Linked DNA regions of Hordeum vulgare: region 2 is linked to region 1. A link is a contact called in public Hi-C data. All regions are on one chromosome and are shown on one strand. Each heading gives the region's core, a stretch centred on a gene start, on an enhancer-like site or on the middle of the called end of the contact. The rest is flanking DNA. Distances are from core to core; before and after follow the strand shown. Region 1 has its middle 76 kb from the start of LOC123444728. Region 2 holds the start of LOC123444728 (expansin-A2-like).

Region 1 (5,446 bases), core at 718-3,217:
TCAGATCTAGGGTCACCTTAGCTGCGAGAAATTCCCCGCATAATCACCATGGTCATCTTCTTCCTCACACTCCACGCCCACCTTTGCTGCCAATGGTTTCACCAAAGGTCCATAACCATCCGGTAGGTCGTGAATCTGAATCCACATCTTATAGCAATTTAGGTCAATCAATGAGGGTTTGATAAATCCATCATAAGTTGCAAGCACTACCGTCTGCCCTCTGAAAGACCACGCCCCGCCCCCATCAATTACTTTGTTCCAATCTCCCAAACACGAGAATTGCAAGGTATACAAATTATCCCCCAATGATCTAAACTTGACTATTTGTGCAAGATCCCATGCGCTCCTCATGTTTTTGTAGAACCAAAAATCTCCATATTCTTTGGATGTGTGAACCTTACCAATCACGAGCCAACGAGGGTCGGCGGTCGGGTCTCGCATCTCATCCTCAAACACAAGATCATCGAACTATTCTTCCTCGATCCCCAGCTCTACCATCAGTTCCTCCAGCTCCTTCTCTTCTTGCGAACATGACGAAGATGGTTCCTCCACTACAGGAATCAGGAAGTTTGTCGTCAGGCGCTAATAGACGGCAAAGGCATGTATACAGACGGTAAAGATTTTTCCGTCAGCCAGCAGACAAGAAATCTTGATGGCATACTATGAATGGGCAAAGAGTACTTTAGTGTCAACTTTTTATTGGGCAGACAACAAAGTCTTTGCCGTCGGTCAAACTCATGTTTTGCTATCTGGCATTTACATAACAGACCGCAAAGAAAAGTTCTTTGTTGTCAGCCAATTTCTGTCTTTGTCGTCAACCTCAAACAATACAGACGACGAAGAATTATTTTTTATTAAAAAAATTGAAACCACAATCCACAAGTAAGGGTCAAAATCTTTGTCGTCTGTATATTTTTATTACAAACGACTAAGTATGTCTTTGTCGTTAACTGTTCTTTGCCGTCAGGAGATGATGATAAAGTATGTATTTGCCGTTTGTCCCGGCAAAATGCTGATGGCAAAGTGTAGTACCGGCGGCAAATTTCATCTTCCCGTAGAGCGCCATCTTAACCCTAGGCCAAGCCCAGGCAAGAAGCGATCAGCGACAGACCCTACCCCTATCCCCAACCAAGGTCGGCCGCAACACGAGGTAGCCCCGTGGTTAGCTCGATCGTCGGGGAGAGGGGAGGGGAAATGGCGGCGGTATTGATCTCAACGGCGGCGCAGGCACGGAGAGGAGGGAACCCTAACGAGAGGGGATAATAGTTGTATTGTTGGGACTTAGAGCATCTACAACCGAAACTTGCAAATCCGGTCCCTCAGACGTCCGCGAACGCGCCTAGTCAGTGATCTGGCGTGTCCCTTATTTGTCCGTCCGTGGAGCCACACTCCTCATTTTCTTCCTCGTATGTCAGGTTGCACGTGATTGGTGGAGAGGAAGAGAGAGAAAGAAAAAAATGAATAAATAAAAGAAAAAGGTGGTCCAGGGTGAGGTCGCGTCCTATGTGACCTGCTAACCGGTCGCGTCCGCGAGCCCTCATATCTTCCTCATATTTGAGATGGATATGAGAGTTTGCCGACAGCCCGAACATATAGGGACGATATAAGGGGTCCAGTTGGGTCACTCTTTTTTTCTTCTTTCTCATGTCCAATCAGTGACCGGGCGCGTCCGCAAACATATGAAGAGTCATTTGAGGTGTTCGGTTGTAGATGCTCTTAATCACATATGCATCGGTCCCCACCTTTATTCTTTGTGTATACGGAGTATATCTTCGTACTTTTTTTTTTGAAAGGTATAACTTCGTACTTGAATAGTTTCTCTTCCTTTGGCGGATGGGGGCAAAATAGTTTGGAACTATTCATAGCATGCGCCGAAGAGACGTGCTAACTGCTGGAAGGGGGGTGAAGCCATGTGGGGAGCACACACCAAACCAGATCACACAATCTTGCCGTGATGGCGACTTCAGCTCGGGGACTCTCATCAGGTCGAACAAAAAGAGATATCTGCAAAACCCCGAAAGAACGAGCCATCATGCCTACTCTACACAGAAATCTCGTCGCGGCACCAACGCGTATCTTCTTCCCCCAAACCGCCTCGACGCCATCATCATGGATGTTCGTTGCGCACTTACACACACTAGCTCACATCACACTGCTCCTGAAACGTTTCAGGCCGGAGACGGCGCGGGGTCGCCATGATCGACTTCCTTGACAGACAGAATCATGGTCGCTTAGACAGACTTGCCGTGAAACGCCGGGGATCAATCATACGACGGATCGAACTGTGGGCGTGTCGCTTGAATTTTCTTTTGAAGGAAAAGGAACTTTAGTCAATCGCTGCATTATGCAAATGCACCTAAAATGCTGGTGCGACGTCGAAAAGCAAGCAAGGACCGACGGCGAGGGGGAAAGAGCAAGGGGGGGCGAGACCGACGGGGGCGTCCGCATGTGGGCGGTGGGCCGCGTTGCGCGACCGGCGGGCGGACGGACGACCGTGGGTGGCTTCCGTTCATCAATACACCGATGGCGGCAGCCCCAACCAGACCGATGGCGCCGCGCGTCCGCGTCGCTCTCCCCTGCGAAATCCTGCTTCGGCCCCGCGCGCGACGTCGCCGTCGTGCGGCAGCGCCCGCGCACTGGAGCGCGCACGTTGCGCGGGCCGCGCGGGCGCGTGCTCCCGGAGCGGGAGGATCGATCGTGTGCTGTTGAGGCCATGTGGCCGCGGAGGAGCCGTCGTCGGGTCAGGAGTCGCTAGCTGAGGGGCCGGAACGGGAGGCGTGGCCGGTCCAACAGGCGCCGGCCGGCCGTACGTGCAGCGAGGGGTTTCGATCGATTGCTGTTGCGGCGCTGAAGAAACGGGCTTCGTTCTGGTGACCAGCTGAGGACGGCAGGGTTTTCAAGGCGACACGACTGACCGGCCGGCAAAGGGGGCTGTGCGCTTTCGGCTGGTTCACCGACGGTTTTTGTACTGCGTGGTTCTATTCAGAGGAGCCCAAAACTCCGTCGGTAGCTCATGTGGGGACGAAGGAGGACTCCGGCCGAGGGGCCTTTTATTTTTTTGGAAACAAGTTTTTTTTTTTTGAAAGGTTTTTTTGAAACAAGTTGTTTGCGCAAGGCTGCTATGTTTTCTCTGTTTTGCTAATGATCAGGTGCCTGAATCTTTAGTCCCAATTCCTATTTGACGACCTTATTATAAGCGCTGGTTAGAGTACATTTTCTGGGAGCTCCTAGTCCGCGCTGTAGGCGCTCGTTAACGATAGTCTTCTGCAGTGTCGATGGCATGGACTGACCCACTAGCACGCCTGCAAGCTGTCCAGTTTATTTTTGTTCTATTTTTCTTTATCCGATAGAAAAAACCGCTCAGATTTTCTATTTGTTATTAAAATAATATAAAAAAAAATAAAAAAGGTTTACAGATTTAAAGAAAAAGGTTCATCCATTTGAAAAAATCATATCTTTAAAAACGGTTCATCAATTTTGTAAAAAGTTCATCAATTTGAAAATAAGTTCATTGAAATTGAAAAAAATCATCCAGTTTGGAATTTTTTTATTAAATTTGTAAAAATTTCATTAAATTTGAAAAAAAGTTCATAGAAATTAAAAAATATCATATATACATTTTTAAAAATTAGTTGAACTGAAAAAAAGTTCATAAATCTTTACATAGTTCACCAAATATTTTTTAAAATCATCAATTTTCAAAAGGAAGTTCATCAATTTTAAACAAAGTTCATCGATATTCAAAAAAGTTTATAGAATTTTAATATTTTAGAAAAGGTTCATCGAATTTCAGTGAAAAGTTCATCAATTCTAAACAAAATCATTAAAATTTTAAAAAATCATCGATATTACAAAAGGTTCATAGAATTTTCAAGAAAAATATTTACCACCCGGCGACTAGATGGGCCGGCCCATTTAAGAATGCTGCAGGTGCCAGTTAACAAAATGCACGTTAACCGACGTTAACTGGCGTTTGCGGCGCCAAATTGGAAATGCATATTTTCTAATCAGCACACACACACCCTCCATACTCTAATATCTAAATGGACGGCCATGTAGATTGCTCCATCTTTTTCTCATTTCTTTTCTTTTCGTGTTTTCTTTTTATTTTGGTAAATATTTGCGCTCACCCGAGAAGATCTCGCGAAATGTTAATCGCCTCGTTTGCTCGATGCATGTCCTCGCGGATCCTACTTTTCCCTCTGAAACATCGAGCCTCTTTTTATCCACACATTCATCACAATATCTTCACTCATATTGTCTCCTGCTCTTTCCAAGCGCTGCTCCACTGCGCCTTCAACCGGACGTGCGTTGACTGCGAGCCTTCATCTATAGGCCAATGCCGGAAGCGGTCCACATGGGTGATGCCTACCGGCCGCACATGTATTGGAAGCCGCTGGATTGCACCACCCGCCTTTGTGAGGCATTCCACAACGGAGCTCGCGTCCGCCATCACCCACCATTTCATGTCATCGATGTCTTGTAGGAGCACCGGCGTCCGCGGATGCCTGGTCCTCGAGCTCAGCTGCAACCGTCGATGCCGCCACAACAATAGTTCTTACAACATGATCTCCGTTCTAAAATTTGTCTGTAACATGACCGTTGAAAAAAAATCTAAATTTTTTTCTGCAACATGGTCCCTATTTGGAAACATAATTTCGAACACAACTTTTATTGCAAATGTTTCTTCAACATGATCTTTGTTGCAAAAAAATAATCTACAAATGTTTATGCAACAAGATTACTCTTACAAAGGTTTTCACAACAAGATTTTTGTTGCAAAAGTAGAGGACTGCATGCGTTTCCTAGATTATAATAGATCTAACGGCTCATGAGGAGGAGAATCTCTTAAAAGATCTGTCGATAGGACTTCCCCTAATTAGTTTTCCTTTCCTACTTAGTCTTTATTTTTTATTTCTTTTTTAATTTTATGTTTTATCAAAATCGTGTACTTTCCCCAATTTCGTGAATTTTATCCCAAACTTGTAAATTGTTTTCATTTCTTCTCAACTTTTCATTTCACATCCGTAAACTTTTTGCAATGTTGCCAAGTTTGTCTTTCCAAAATTTAACATTTTTTTTCTAAATTGTTGTTTTTTCTCAAAATTTCCGCTTTTCAGAATTTGTTTTGTGCATTTTGTTCCTGAAAATGCCAATGATTTAACATTCGGTGTGTTAGAGCATATATCTCCATATGTGGTTTTGGTAATTGATGACAATTCCTATGGGCTAATGGTTGCCTTAAGTTATATTTATAGGATTTGTCCATAGGCACTTCTTGAAGTCCATCTGTTGGGTTCAAGGAGTTTATATGATGACCAAGATGGTATTCAAGGTATTATCCAAAGAATGGTCATAGAGACACTAGGTTGATCAAGATCTCAGACAAAGAGTAAATCAAGATGATCAACACACAAAGCGTATAAGATGTACCGAGAGGGATCAA
Region 2 (5,396 bases), core at 2,282-4,781, 75 kb before region 1:
ATTATTTGGATGAAAATAAGACATCTTACTAGATAAAAATTCTTTTTCGGTAGTAGCATTGTAGGGAAGCCTTTGAAATTCTAGAGAAGGCTTTATTCTGTGCTCCTTCAGTTCAACCACTTGATAGGAATTTAACTTTTGAAATTATGTGTGTCGTTCTAGATTATGATGTTGGTACTATTCGTGGGAAAAGAGTTGATAATAAACTGAAGGTAATCTATTAATTATTTTAGTAAAACATTAGAGAATGCTCAAAGAAACCATACTACTACTTGAAAATAATGTTTAGTTATTGTCTTAGCTTGTGATACATTTAGGTCTTATATTTTTTATTGTAAAGTTACAATTCATACTCATCATGCTACTATCAAGTACCATATAAAAGGAAATATGCTAAGCATTGGCTTATTAGATGGGTTATATTGTTACAAGATTTTGGTTGGCATATTGATGATAAAATAGGGGTGATGATCGAGTGGTTGATTATTTCTATAGAATGGTAAACATCCATATTGATCATATTCCTGTTAGTGATAGTTTTCCTCATGAGCAACGCAATGACTCGTAGTTATATGAGAGACGAGGGTACTTTGCCCGGTTGAGGTTTGCATTCATGGATATGAATTTGGGGGTAAATATAGAATCTCATTTGAACTTAGGTAAATTCCATTCAAATATGGAAGTGGACATGACCTTTGCTCTTAGTTATAGCTTTGGGTTCAGTTTCAATTAAGAAATAACCTAAGGGCTTCATTGCGAAAGTACAATTCAAAAAGGAATTGTAAATGCATTTAAATGACAATAGATAAATGAAATTCAAACTTTATGAATATAATGTATAATAAATAAATTATTTTATTTAAAGTAATACAATTATAGTCTTGTGATTACATAACGTGAGAGAGAAACAAAATGAAAGAAGAAAGGAAAGAAAAATCTGAACTAAAGCCTAGTTATTTCTAAACTATCTATTTCTATAGGATATTCATTTAATCTTCTTTTTCTCACCTACAAAATAAACATCAAAGATGAAAGAAATGATTAATGATAAAATGTAGCATTCCAATATGTGAAAGTGAACTGAGTTATGAGATAGCACTTTGGAACTTCGACAATCAAAGCCAAAATCTATTAATTTTAAATAGTACTGACAAATACCAATTAGCAAACTATGACAGACCAAATAGACAACCAAATCACCAATGGAACAGTAGATTCCCTAATAACCAATGAAAACAGTAGGCAATAGAGCCAAATGATGAACTTTCAGGAAAGAGATTAATCTACCAAAGCCAACAAGAAAGACATTAGCACTTACTCACCCAACAACTTAAGAGCATAGACATCGAGGTGAGCATGACATCACCCAAGCAGTTGTTGTCAGGATTGCAATCACTAGAGCACCACATACCACCCATACAAACGACTTACTCACCAAGGGGCAGCTGAGTCAACTAGCTCACGCGAGCCATGCAAGGGGCTAACATAGCCTATTAATGGATCAACCAACCACCATCATCCTACCTAGCAAAACCATGTACAACAATACCAACCAGGAGACCACCAAACTGCTACAAATCAAGAAGCTAGTAGGAGCCGAGATATCCCAAGAAAAAGGCTCAACAGAAACCACAAGACGAAGCTTTAGGGAATATCACAAAGTAGAATTTGGAAAGTAGAATCCTTAGTATGGAGCAGAGTTGCTACTCTGCTCATCTTGGGATTTATAGGAGCATTGTAGAATCTGTATGACTCTAGTGAGAAGACCCGGACTACAGTATGATCAGTCGACTAAGCAAAAGCGTTTTCCTTTTTCTTCCACGTGACATAGGACAACGGGCAGCTGATTGTCAGTTGACGCCATATCATATTATACTTAAACAGTTAAGCCATAACCAAGCATTGTTCATGGTCTCCAAAATAACAAGTGTGCCCCCACAAACATCTCCCAATCATATGAAAGGATTCGGGGGTTACAACGCAACAAGAGAAGTTACAAGATACTCTCACACACCACACACCATTCCATGCATGTATTACTAAAAGTACACTTAAATAGATCACCTTGCGGTGTTTCCACAACACAAGGCTACACTAACAATGATCAAAATGCTCAGCTTCACAATGATAACTTATTTATCTCTACGATAATGTCCTACTAGCATGAGAGAAGGAAAGGCCTAAGCGGGTGCTGATCAGCAGCAGCCTCAGAATAGCCGAAGGCCTCTTCTGTAGTATAATAACGAAGAGGTTTCCTTCTTCTCTTGCTCAAGCTCCAAACCAATGCGTATGATAGAAGAAGACATGAGCCTCGCTCGCTAGAACTGGCCTCCTTCGAAGGTCTGTCCAAAGGACCAGCCGGCCGGGGCGGCGTTGTTGCTGGTGACGGTGCGGCCGTCGCTGAGGGTGACCCGGAAGGAGAGGCTCTGGCCGTCGAGGTCCGCGTTGCTCTGCCAGTTCTGGCCCCAGTTGCGGGACATGGCCTGCCACCCGGAGCTGGACCCCTTGATGGAGACGGACTGCACGTCGCCGGCGCCGGCCACGTTGGTCACAAGCACCAGGTTGAAGTAGGAGTGGCCGTTGATGGTGAACCTCATCCCGCCCTTCTTCACACAGGGCACCCTGCAATACAGTCGGTGAAACAGAGATGTTCAGTTAAATTGCGACTTGCAACTTGCAATTTGCAGTATCATGGTCGAGTGAGCGTGACGCTTAAACTATTTCAAAACAGCACCGAGAGTTGCTGTCAGACCAAACTGCACCAAATCTGCACTCTGGCCCACCTAACATGGTCGACACCGACAACGGACCAGATTAAGTAAATTTGTACTCCATGCGAAAAGGTTTGTAGACGACGGTCGATCGACATCGACTCACCTCCGGTAGGAAACGGGCACGATGCCGGCGCGGTAGATACCGATCTGGAGGTAGGCGGGCTCTGCCATGTCGAAGTGGGCGCGCGGCGGGTTGCACCAGCCGCCGTCGTCGTTGGGCAGCGCGTAGTTGGGCGGGCAAAGGTTGGTGGCGGTGATGGTGATGCTGCCCGGCACGCACGAGCTGCCCTGGCACTTGAGCTCGTAGCACGACCCGCACGCCGCGCCGTCGTTGAACAGCGCCGTGCTCAGCGCCGCCGTGTTCGTGCCGTAACCCGTGCTGTACAGGTTCCCGTAGCCGCACGCGCCGCCTGCAGGACACTTCAGTTAGACATGTCGGGAGCCACACACATACAGGTAGCTAGCTAGGTGCTTTTTTTTCGCTTCAAGGCTGTACACTCATGATGAACTCACCCATTGTGCCGGACGCGTCGCCGCCGCCGTAGAAGGTGGCGTGGGCGGTCTGCCACGAGCCGTAGTCGCCGGCGGCCCGCCGGGCGAGGAAGCAGAAGGCGGCCGAGAAGAGCAGGAGCAGAGCATTGGAGGAGGCCATTGCAAAGCGCCCGAAGCTAGCAGCTGCTGCCTTTCTAGCTCGGTAAAGCGACCGACCGAACTTGCTCAGGAACCGATGGAATGGTTGCTTGGCTGTGAAGAGAGAGTTGCTACCGGCTAGGTATTTATAGGCGAACTGCCGAGTGCTCCTGGCCGTTGGAATCGTTAATCGCTTTGCCGAACGGCGGAGAACAGGGTACAGGGGACAAAAGTCGGAGAAGGAAGTGGGGACTGCGTATCCATCCGTCCCCGGCCCCGAGCCACCGCCGACCACGAGCGGCCACGACGGCGGTTAGCACATACGAATCGCGCGCACATGCGGGTGCTGGTCACCGCGGACGCTTCGCACAACGAGACAGCAACTGGCCTGGTCGTGTGCGTACCAATTCATCGCCAGATTAAGCTCGCCTGCCCACATGGCTCCCACGAGCTACAGGCCATGGATTTCGCAACTGGGGAGGAAGAAAACAATATGGATCCTGTTCATTGATACATAACCATAAAATAAATCAGGTTAACCATGTGATCGTGTGAACCTGAAGGGCGTATACCACGAATCCGTCAGGATCAAGATGCTGCTAATGAATTATTGCGCATCCAGAAGCTATGCGTGCATGTTCGGGGTCGCCCTCTGGTAATTCACGTATAGAGTAACATGCATGCCATGCCATGCCAAACTTTTACTGCGACGTGTGGCAGGGACAGGATGTCGAAGTCGCGCGCAACAGTTTGATGTGATGCGACGGAATTCGATCGAAAGCCGAAAGCAAATCCAATTGTTTAGTGATGCTCAATCCATCAAGTTGCACATAGATTAATATGAGGAACGGAAAGAGGAGGCATGACAACCAATCGTCCCAGAGTGTGAAGCATGTTCCTCCGGACGCCTTTCCCCTTTCCAACGGTGGCGAGGAGCTTGCCCCGAGATTCGAAACTTGCGTTCTTCAGTTAACCTTTCGTTTCGTCGGTTATAACCTCCGGCCACCCGGAGCCGGTAGCTCCACTAAAGTTATATAAACCTGAGATCTGCCTGTCGGGTGTGGAAACCACGGAAGGAACATCGGATTGGACACGCGAAGCAGGGAGTTCTGGTGCTGGGACAGATTAATCTAACGAGGTTAAAATGCCACTATCCTAGCACTAGCAACCTGCATGCACGTCACTACCAGTCCAAGACCAAATGATAAGTTCCGAGTTTTATAAGGCATAGTTGGCTGATTATTAGGGTTCTCGACTTCACATGCATGAACATGGCCACGTACGTAAGCGGACAAAGTTGTACAGAAATCGGTATCTTCAGACCAAACTGCAGATGCAGAGGTGCTGCGGCCTGCATGCGCATGCAGGTATGTCATGCATGTACATACAAGATCTCGTTTGCTAGCGCATCTCCCGTCCTGTGCGCCAAGTGTCAAACCGATCGGTGGCTGCAATCAATGCACCATCTCTTGCTCCAAACCACGATCTACTCTCATTGTTATATGTCAATGTTGCTATAAATTAAGCAGGTAAACCTTCGTGTAATGTACAGGAAACGTTGGTTAGTGGCCACCCAAATGGAAAAGAGACTTTGGTGCACCGGCTGACTTGCTGCTCATGCTCCGCACGTTGTGTAATGGACTTCTGTACCTTCCTCTTAGTTGGTTGTGCCTCACTGCCCCGTGCTTGAAACGCAGCATATAGCATCGTTTCACCTTCTCAATTGGTACAAAGTCACCCTTCATATGGTAATTATTTGCCCTGGATTTGTCTAATAAACAGCCAAGTATATTAGTATAACTGAAAAACACGCGAGCATAACAGGTAAACGACTTAGAAGCGTCGGCGTCTCATCATCATAGCGTGTTAGTAGAGGATATACAGGGGGGGTCGCGGTTAGCTTTCCTGTCATAATCTGTGGCTTTCAAAGATAACATGCGCGCCAAGCGCCACGCTTTCACAAAAGCAATACTAGTCTCACTCTCACTCTCA

What was found. A called contact is a pair of places that touch in the nucleus more often than the background predicts.
Region 2: a Hi-C map of leaf shows a contact between it and region 1, with 5 times the contacts expected there. The contact joins the promoter of LOC123444728 here to the enhancer-like site in region 1. A contact is called at or near these places in 3 of 6 Hi-C or Micro-C datasets (leaf and seedling).

What each region holds. Positions count from the first base shown.
Region 1 is chr3H:530,748,067-530,753,512 of MorexV3_pseudomolecules_assembly, reverse strand. No RefSeq gene overlaps it. Among protein-coding and RNA genes, the nearest start is that of LOC123444728, 76 kb to the left of the region's middle. Within about 2 kb of position 1,967, at least 2 of the 3 cell types and tissues checked have open chromatin away from gene starts, as enhancers often do. A contact at or near this core is called in leaf, where this site is marked.
Region 2 is chr3H:530,824,610-530,830,005 of MorexV3_pseudomolecules_assembly, reverse strand. It overlaps LOC123444728 (expansin-A2-like), which reads right to left and starts at 3,531. Exons shown (of 3, transcript XM_045121549.1): 1 at 3,288-3,531; 2 at 2,878-3,184; 3 at 1,885-2,622. The coding sequence starts at 3,426. The coding sequence ends at 2,319.